Regions from separate parts of the Pan troglodytes genome. Here region 2 is linked to region 1. A link is a contact called in public HiChIP or PLAC-seq data. All regions are on one chromosome and are shown on one strand. The core of a region is the stretch at or near the end of the contact, and the rest is flanking DNA. Distances in the headings are between cores, read along the strand shown.

Region 1 (3,783 bases), core at 186-2,685:
CAGCACTAGCCCAGAAGGAACTTCTGCAGGACACGCCCCCCTCCCAACTCGGAGCCCTCTTTAGTAAACGGGCTAGGGCCCTAATCCAACGGCAAGCCCAGGCCCCCTTCACCTGAAGGTAGCCTGTGTGAACGGGATGTGTGTCAGTGTAATTCGAGTGGAGGTGGGTGGGGGGTGGTTCCGGGTCCAGGGCGGGAAACTCGGCTCTGGGAATTCCCGGGTGACACCTACTTAAGAAAAGCACCCGGGTAGATGCAGTGCTCTACCCTCCATGGCTCCTCTAGGGGTGGGGGCGGGGGTGTGGTCTGGTTAGAGCACTTAACGGGCCCTCCCCACCCCAAAACGGAGGCCAACTTTCCCCAGCGGCAACTAATGGGACTGTCTCGACCCCTGAAGCCAGCTCCCAGCCCTAGGATTAGACCCGCGACCCCAGGCCAGTTGCGTCCAGCTAAGTCCTGCGACTCCCCCAGCCCGCCCCCTGCCCCGCAGGAACACGGGACCGGCGCGCGGAGAGAGAGTGAGGGAGAGGGGCGCGGGAGGGAGGGAGGGGTCACTTCCGGTCGCAACAGCTCACCTCGTAGCGGAACATTCTTGGGGAGGGGGGCAGGGAACGGGGAGGGGAGAGGGGGAGGGAGGGAAGAAGCGCTGACTCCCCGGCTCCTCCGCGCGCGGGTCCTCCACCGGCTCGCGACCCCTGGCCGCCGCCGTACGCCGGAGCGTGCGTGGGGACGTGCGCAGGCGCGCCTCAGGCAGGGCGGCCACCCCGCTCGGCGCCCGGCGGCGGCTGCGCAGGGACAGATTTGGCGTCCCGCTTCCTAGTCTCAGCGGCGGGAAGGAGGTCCCGTGGCGAGAGACTGCGCACGCGCTGCCCGTCTCCGGCTGCCTGGTGATCTGGGCTTGTAGCTCCGCCCCCTCTTTTTCCGCGCCCTCTAGACGCTCGGCTTGGAGCTCAGGGGCCGGTCACGAGTTCTCCGTCACCCGTGGGGCGGAGAAAACCCTTGTGATTGTCACAGGATATAGCTCTGAAGAATCCTGCGCTTAGCCTGGGCTGGGAAAGATGAGATTCCCGGGCAGTTTTTCCAACGTCCGACTCGCTCCTCAGACTGCTCGGGGGTCTCCCCGTTGCAATCTGCGCCTTGCGCAGGGAAAAAAGAATGGAAAGTTGCTGGTCTTCGAAAGGGGCGGACTTCGTCGCCCCTTTCAGCGGCTCGTCGCCTGCTGAATCCACAGCAGGTCAGGGCTGTGATTTATGTGGCTCAAAGTGATGACGGCGCCCGTTTTTTTTTTTTTTTGAAATGCTGAAGACAGGTTCCGGGAGGTTTAACTAGGGTGGTATTTTTAAGCGCCAGGCTCATTAGGCGCGAGGAGCTGCAGAGCCTCGAAGGGCCGCACGGCCGTGGGCCGCTGGCCACGCAGCAGCAGGGTCTTCGGGCCGTGGTGCGCCGCTGGGTGACGCCACTTCCTTAGAGGATCGAACCCACAGAGGAATGTGTCCAGCTTAGAAGCTTCGGCCCCCTGGTTCCAGAATTCTGTTGGGTGGTTTGTTACCTCTAGCACGTTCCATGGCCTTCTTGCCCCTTTCCCTTCAGACAAAACTTGCAGCACAAAGAATGAATTCTTGTGGGTTTCGCAATCCGTTTCTTCCCTGGGCGTCTTAAAATGCAGCCTCGCCTCGGAATGGCATACAGTAAATCCCCTAAATGTTAGTGTGTCTGGATCAGTTTGAGTATCGGAAACGCTGAATTTGTAAAGGAAAGTTCTGGGTGGGAGCTTGTGCTTTGCCACTGGCTAGGAAACTTTGGGCAACTTAGCTAAACCTCTCTGAGCCTTAGTTTCTTGTAAAATGGGTATAATTACACCTGCCTCATGATGGTAACACTACTACTAACGATTGAAGGCTGCCTGGGACTCTGCTAGGCGCTTTATAAAATGGATTATCTCATTGAATCCTTCCTTATGTGCCCCCCATGAGGTAGGTACTGTTATTTTCTCAGTTTGAAGTTGAGGAACCTGAGGATTAGCGACATTAAGTTTGCCTCCAACCACCCAATGGCAAGTGGCAAAGCTAGCAGCTGAGATTTGTCTGATTATTAAAAACCCAGTGTCTTAATCACTGTGCCAGAATAACAAAAGCAAATGTTGACATGGGCCAGGCCTGAACTTTAAAGAAGTGGAGCAGACTAGGGACAAGATGATTTATTGGTTTTCAAGCATGCATGGAACATTATAAAACATCAAATACTAAGTAACAGGCCAGGCGCGGTGGCTCACGCCTGTAATCCCAGCACTTTGGGAGGCCGAGGTGGGCGGATCACAAGGTCAAGGAGATCTAGACCATCCTGGCTAACAGGGTGACACCCCGTCTCTACTAAAAATGCAAAAAATTAGCCGGGCGTGGTGGCGGGCGCCTGTAGTCCCAGCTACTCGAGGGGCTGAGGCAGGAGAATGGCGTGAACCCGGGAGGCGGAGCTTGCAGTGAGCCGAGATCGCACGACTGCACTCTAGCCTGGGTGACAGAGCAAAGACTACGTCTCACAAAAAACAAACAAACAAACAAAAAAAACTAAGTAGCAGTACATCTTAATAATTACCAAAGAATTGGTGCCATGTAGATCAAGGGTTAGCAGACTATGGCCCACAGTCCAATCTGGCCAGCCACCTGTTTTTGTAAGGCAAGCTTTATTGGAATACAGCCAACCTTATTTATTTACATATTGTCTTTGATTGCTTTAATGTTATAAAGTCAGAGTTGAGTGGTTACAATGGATACAGTGTGGCCTGTAAAGTGTAACATATTTACTATTTGGCGCTTTACAGAGTTTGCTGATCCCTGATCTTGCAGATCATGTTTTCTGATCATTATGTAAGATATCTATAGTAAAAACAGATTAGGAAAAAAGTCTTAAATTTTCAGAAATTAAAAAAGAAAAAAAAAAGTCCTGGCGCGGTGCCTCACGCCTGTAATCCCAGCACTTTGGGAGGCCGAGGCAGGCGGATCACGAGGTCAGGAGATCGAGACCATCCTGGCTAACATGGCGAAACCCTGTCTCTACTAAAAATACTAAAAATACAAAAAAATTAGCCGGGCGTGGTGGCGGGCGCCTGTAGTCCCAGCTACTCGGGAGGCTGAGGCAGGAGAATGGGGTGAACCCAGGAGGCAGAGCTTGAGGTGAGCCGAGATCGCGCCACTGCACTCTAGCCTGGGTGACAGAGCGAGACTCTGTCTCAACAACAACAACAACAAAACCAAAAACCCCCTCCAATTCAATGACTAAATAATGGAAAGCAGAAAATATTTACAACTGATGTGGTAGGTGGATTGCTTGAGCTCAGGAGTTGGAGACCAGCCTACGCAACATGGCGAAACGCGTCTCTACAAAAAGCACAAAAATTAGCTGGGTTAGTTGTTTTATTAGCTGCTCTGCATTATTTCTGGTGGTGGTGGTGTGCACCTGTGCCTGTAGTCCCAGCAGCTACTCGGGAGACTGAGGACGAAAATAGGGAAGCCTGAATATAAATTAGCTATAAAATAAACCCAAAGAAAGTACAAGGAAAGAAATGCTGTAGAGCAGGAATTAAAGGAGCAGAAAACAAAGTGTCATAGACAGGATCAACAAAATTTCCCATTTCCTCTTATACAACACCTGTCTGTGAGGGAGATTGAAAGTCCCTTTAAAAGAATAATGTATTTTTAGGCGGGTGCTGGTGGTTCACGCCTGTAATCCTAGCACTTTGGGAGGCCGAGGCGGGCGGATCACGAGGTCAGGAGATCGAGACCATCCT
Region 2 (3,872 bases), core at 227-2,726, 140 kb after region 1:
GGGGAGGGGTGCCCAGGAATCTACAAAGACAAATCAAGTTAAACGACGAAGGTAACAAGGCCGGGACCCCGATACAACCTGGGCCAAAGGTACTACTTCTTATTTTTATTTATTTTATTTTTTTGAGACGGAGTCTTACTCTGTTGCCCAGGCTCCAGTGCAGTGGCGCGATCTCGGCTCACTGCAACCTCCGCCTCCCGGGTTCAAGAGATTCTCCTGCCTCAGCCTCCGGACTAGCTGGGATTACAGTCGCCCACCACCACGCCCAGCTAATTTTTTTTGTATTTTCAGTAGCGACGGGGTTTCACCATGTTGGCCAGGCTGGTTTCAAACTACTGACCTCAAGTGATTCGCCCGCCTCGGCCTCCCAAAGTGCTGCTATTAAAGGCGTGAGCCACCGCGCCCGCCCAAAAGTACTTCCGCCGGAGGAGTCTTGAGGTGTGGGATGCGGATTCCACTAAATGGACTCAAAGGCTCAGGCTCCGCAAAAGGCCAGCCGGGATCTCTGGGCGCCGACTCCCAGACGCAGCTGTGACCCTCTTGCACGAACCCCTACGGTGGAGGTCGGCGGTGCGATAGCGTAGTTCCTAACCAGTGCTTCACCAAGCATATGCAGAGCCGCCTTTTGGGTTAGGGAGAAAAAGCACTGGAGGGTGGGGGAGGAAGAGGGGTAAAGTCTTTAGGAACCAAAAGGGACTTCTGACCTGACAAGGGCACCCGCAGGAGCGGCGCACTAGCGCGAGCCAGCAGCCTCCACATGGTCACGGGCGTCCGGCGGCGCGGAGCTCCCCCAGCGACTCCAGCTGTCTCCTGCACCCAGGTAAGCAGCGACGCTCTACTACCTAGCTGTAATCGGCTCAGGACACCGCTCAGTGGGGCCGGAAGTTGTGTTCACTCGGGTCCACTCCGCAGAGTCCCGACGGAAGCGAAAGAAACTCGAGCGACGGGGGTTGAGTTCCGGGGGAGGTTGAGTTCCTCCGGTCAAAGGCGCTGTCCGCCCAGCCACGCCCAGGGGCCCTGTTGGCTCTCTAGGGTTCTCCTTCCAATCTCCAGTCTTTCCCCAGAAGAAGAGGGCGGCGGGGCGGGGAGTCTTTTGTTTTATTTATTTATTTTTCTGCGGAGTACAACTGTCAGTGCCTGCCGGTTGCTTAGCAAGGTGGTCCCTTACGATTCACAGCCTTTGAGATGTTTTTCTAGGGGACCCCTCAAAGACATTAGGAGAATACCAGATTTGGCAATGGTTTAACATGTATAGGGCAATTGCAATGTGTCATCGAGTACCTCATTCGTTAGTCCTGCCAACGAATCTGTGAGATAAGTCATTATACTTATTTTGCAGATTCCATCCTGAGGGTGAAATAATTTAACTTGTTCTGGGTCATACAACAGGAAAACAGTACCATCAGAATTTGAGCACAGTCTGTGATTCCAGAGATCTCAGTGAATGAACAATATTGTTGATGAAAAGAGTGAAATTCTGTAAGATATTGGAAGAGATTTATTCTGAGCCAAATATGAGCAACCATGGCCTGTGACACAGCCCTCAGGGGGTCCTGAGAACATGTGCCCAAGGTGGTAGAAGTGCAGCTTGGCTTTATACATATTAGAGGGGCATGAGACATCAATCAAATGCATTTAAGAAATACATCGGTTTGGTTCAGAAAGGCGGGACAAGTCAAGGTGGGCTTCTAGGCTATAGGTAAATGTAAACATTTTCTGGTTGACAATTGGTTTTGTCCAAAGACCTGGGATGGATAGAAAGGAATGTTCAGGTTAAACATAAATGATTGTAGAGACCAAGTTTTATTATGCAGAGGAAGCTCTTAGATAGCAGACTTTAGAGAAAGACTGTTGTAAATTGTTTTTTTATCTGACTTAAAGGGTGCCTGGAGGCCGGGCGCAGTGGTTCACGCCTGTAATCCCAGCACTTTGGGAGGCCGAAGCGGGCAGATTACCTGAGGTCAGGAGTTCAAGACCAGCCTGACCAACATGGTGAAACCCCGTCTCCACTAAAAATACAAAAAATTAGCTGGACGTGGTGGCGGGTGCCTGTAATCCCAGCTACTCGGGAAGCTGAGGCAGGAGAATCACTTGAACCTAGGAGGCGGAGGTTGCAGTGAGCCGAGATCACGCCACTGCACTCCAGACTCCAGAGTGGGCAAGACAGAGAAAAAAAAAATATGCCTGGCTCTTAGTTGATTGTCTCCTGGATCTGGGAAGGAAGGAAGGAAAACAAAGGGGAAAGTGAATACCTATAGAAATGGATTTTTCCCGCAAGAGACTTTGCAGGGCAATTTCAAGATATGGCAAAGAAATATATTTTGGGGTTAAATATTTTTTTCTTTGTCTCATAATGTTATGCCAGAGTCATGTTGAAAAGTAAGTCACAATATATAGGGTTAAATAAAACCTATCTGATGAGAATTTATGGTTTGTAGGGCATGATTCCCTTAGGTAGGAATTTGGGCAAGATAAAAAATCAGAGCTTAGTCCTCAAGTTGAATATTGTGCAATATTGTTTTGAGTGAAAAATGAAGTGGCACTAAAATCACGGTTTGATTGGTCTCTAAGTCTTTTGGTACCCCAAAACTTCTACCTTATTGTTTATTTCAAAAGAGCCAAAAAGTGCAATCTACGGATCCAGTGCAATCCCTATCAAAATTCCAATGCCATTTTTCACAGAAATAGGAAAAACAACCCTTAAATTCATTTGGAACCACAAAAGACCCTGAATAGCCCAAACAATCTGGAACAAAAAGAACAAAGCTGGAGGCATCACACTCCCTGACTTCAAAACATAAGTTGATTGTAATCGAAACAGCACGGTATGGCAGAGAAATAGACACACTGACCAAATGAATAGGATAGAGAGCCCAGAAATAAACACACACATTTATACTTCATTGATTTGTTTTTTTTTTCTTGAGACATAGTCTCACTCTGTCGCCCAGGCTGGAGTACAGTGGTGCGATCTCGGCTCACTGCCACTTCCGCCTGCTGGGTTCAAGCGATTCTTCCGCCTCAGCCTCTCTAGTAACTAGGTGTTACTAGATTCTTCCGCCTCAGCCTCTCTAGTACAGGGGTGTGCCACCACGCCTGACTAATTTTTTCTATTTTTAGTAAAGAAGGGGTTTTGCCATGTTGGCCAGGCTAGTCTCAAACTCCTCAGGTGATCCACCCACCTTGGCCTCCCACAGTGCTGGGACTACAGGCATGAGCCACGACACCTGGCGCAGTCCATTGATTTTTGACAAAGGTGCCAAGAAAACATAATGGGGGAATGATAGTCTCTTCAACAAATGACGTTGGGAAAACCGGGTATTCACATGCAGATTGAAATTGGACCCTTGTCTCATACCACATACAACTTAAAATAGGTTAAAGATTTAAATATAAGACCTGAAAGTGTAAAACTGTCAGAGGCATTTGAACCAGAGTGACTCCATCTGGAATAAAGGCTGGGTAAAATCAGGCTGAGGTCTGCTAGGCTGCATTGCCAGGAGATTAGGCATTCCTAGTCACAGGATATTTATGGTTAAGGGAACAGTTAATAATGTTTACCAGGGCCAGGCTTGGTGGTGCATGCCCATAGTCCCAGCTACTTGGTAGGCTGAGGTGGGAGGATAGTTTGAGCCAGGGAGGCAGAGGGTGCAGTGAGCTGTGATAGCGCAACTGTACTACAGCCTGGGCAACAAAGCAAGACCCCACCTCAAAAAAACAAAATGATGTTTACTGAACAGGCTCAGGACTTAACAGACCCAGGAAATGTCTTGATGTCACAATATGCTTAATAAAAGCATTCTTAGTGTAAGGATAAGTTTCACAGATGGATGTGGTGGCTCACGCCTGTAATCCCAGCACTTTGGGAGGCC

The links. HiChIP or PLAC-seq counts read pairs in DNA pulled down with a chosen protein or histone mark.
Region 2: an H3K4me3 HiChIP or PLAC-seq map of stem cell-derived excitatory neurons shows a contact between it and region 1, with 4 times the contacts expected there. The contact joins the promoter of MRPL16 here to the promoter of PATL1 in region 1. A contact is called at or near these places in 1 of 7 Hi-C or Micro-C datasets (stem cell-derived neural progenitor cells) and 1 of 1 datasets of contacts at active chromatin or transcription factors (stem cell-derived excitatory neurons).

What each region holds. Positions count from the first base shown.
Region 1 is chr9:61,887,369-61,891,151 of NHGRI_mPanTro3-v2.0_pri, forward strand. It overlaps PATL1 (PAT1 homolog 1, processing body mRNA decay factor), which reads right to left and starts at 1,436. Exons shown (of 18, transcript XM_024347164.3): 1 at 575-1,436. The coding sequence starts at 589. LOC104008492 (a long non-coding RNA gene) reads left to right here and starts at 1,145. Exons shown (of 3, transcript XR_002938472.2): 1 at 1,145-1,233.
Region 2 is chr9:62,026,550-62,030,421 of NHGRI_mPanTro3-v2.0_pri, forward strand. It overlaps MRPL16 (mitochondrial ribosomal protein L16), which reads right to left and starts at 1,477. Exons shown (of 4, transcript XM_508452.8): 1 at 705-1,477; 2 at 1-20. The coding sequence starts at 759.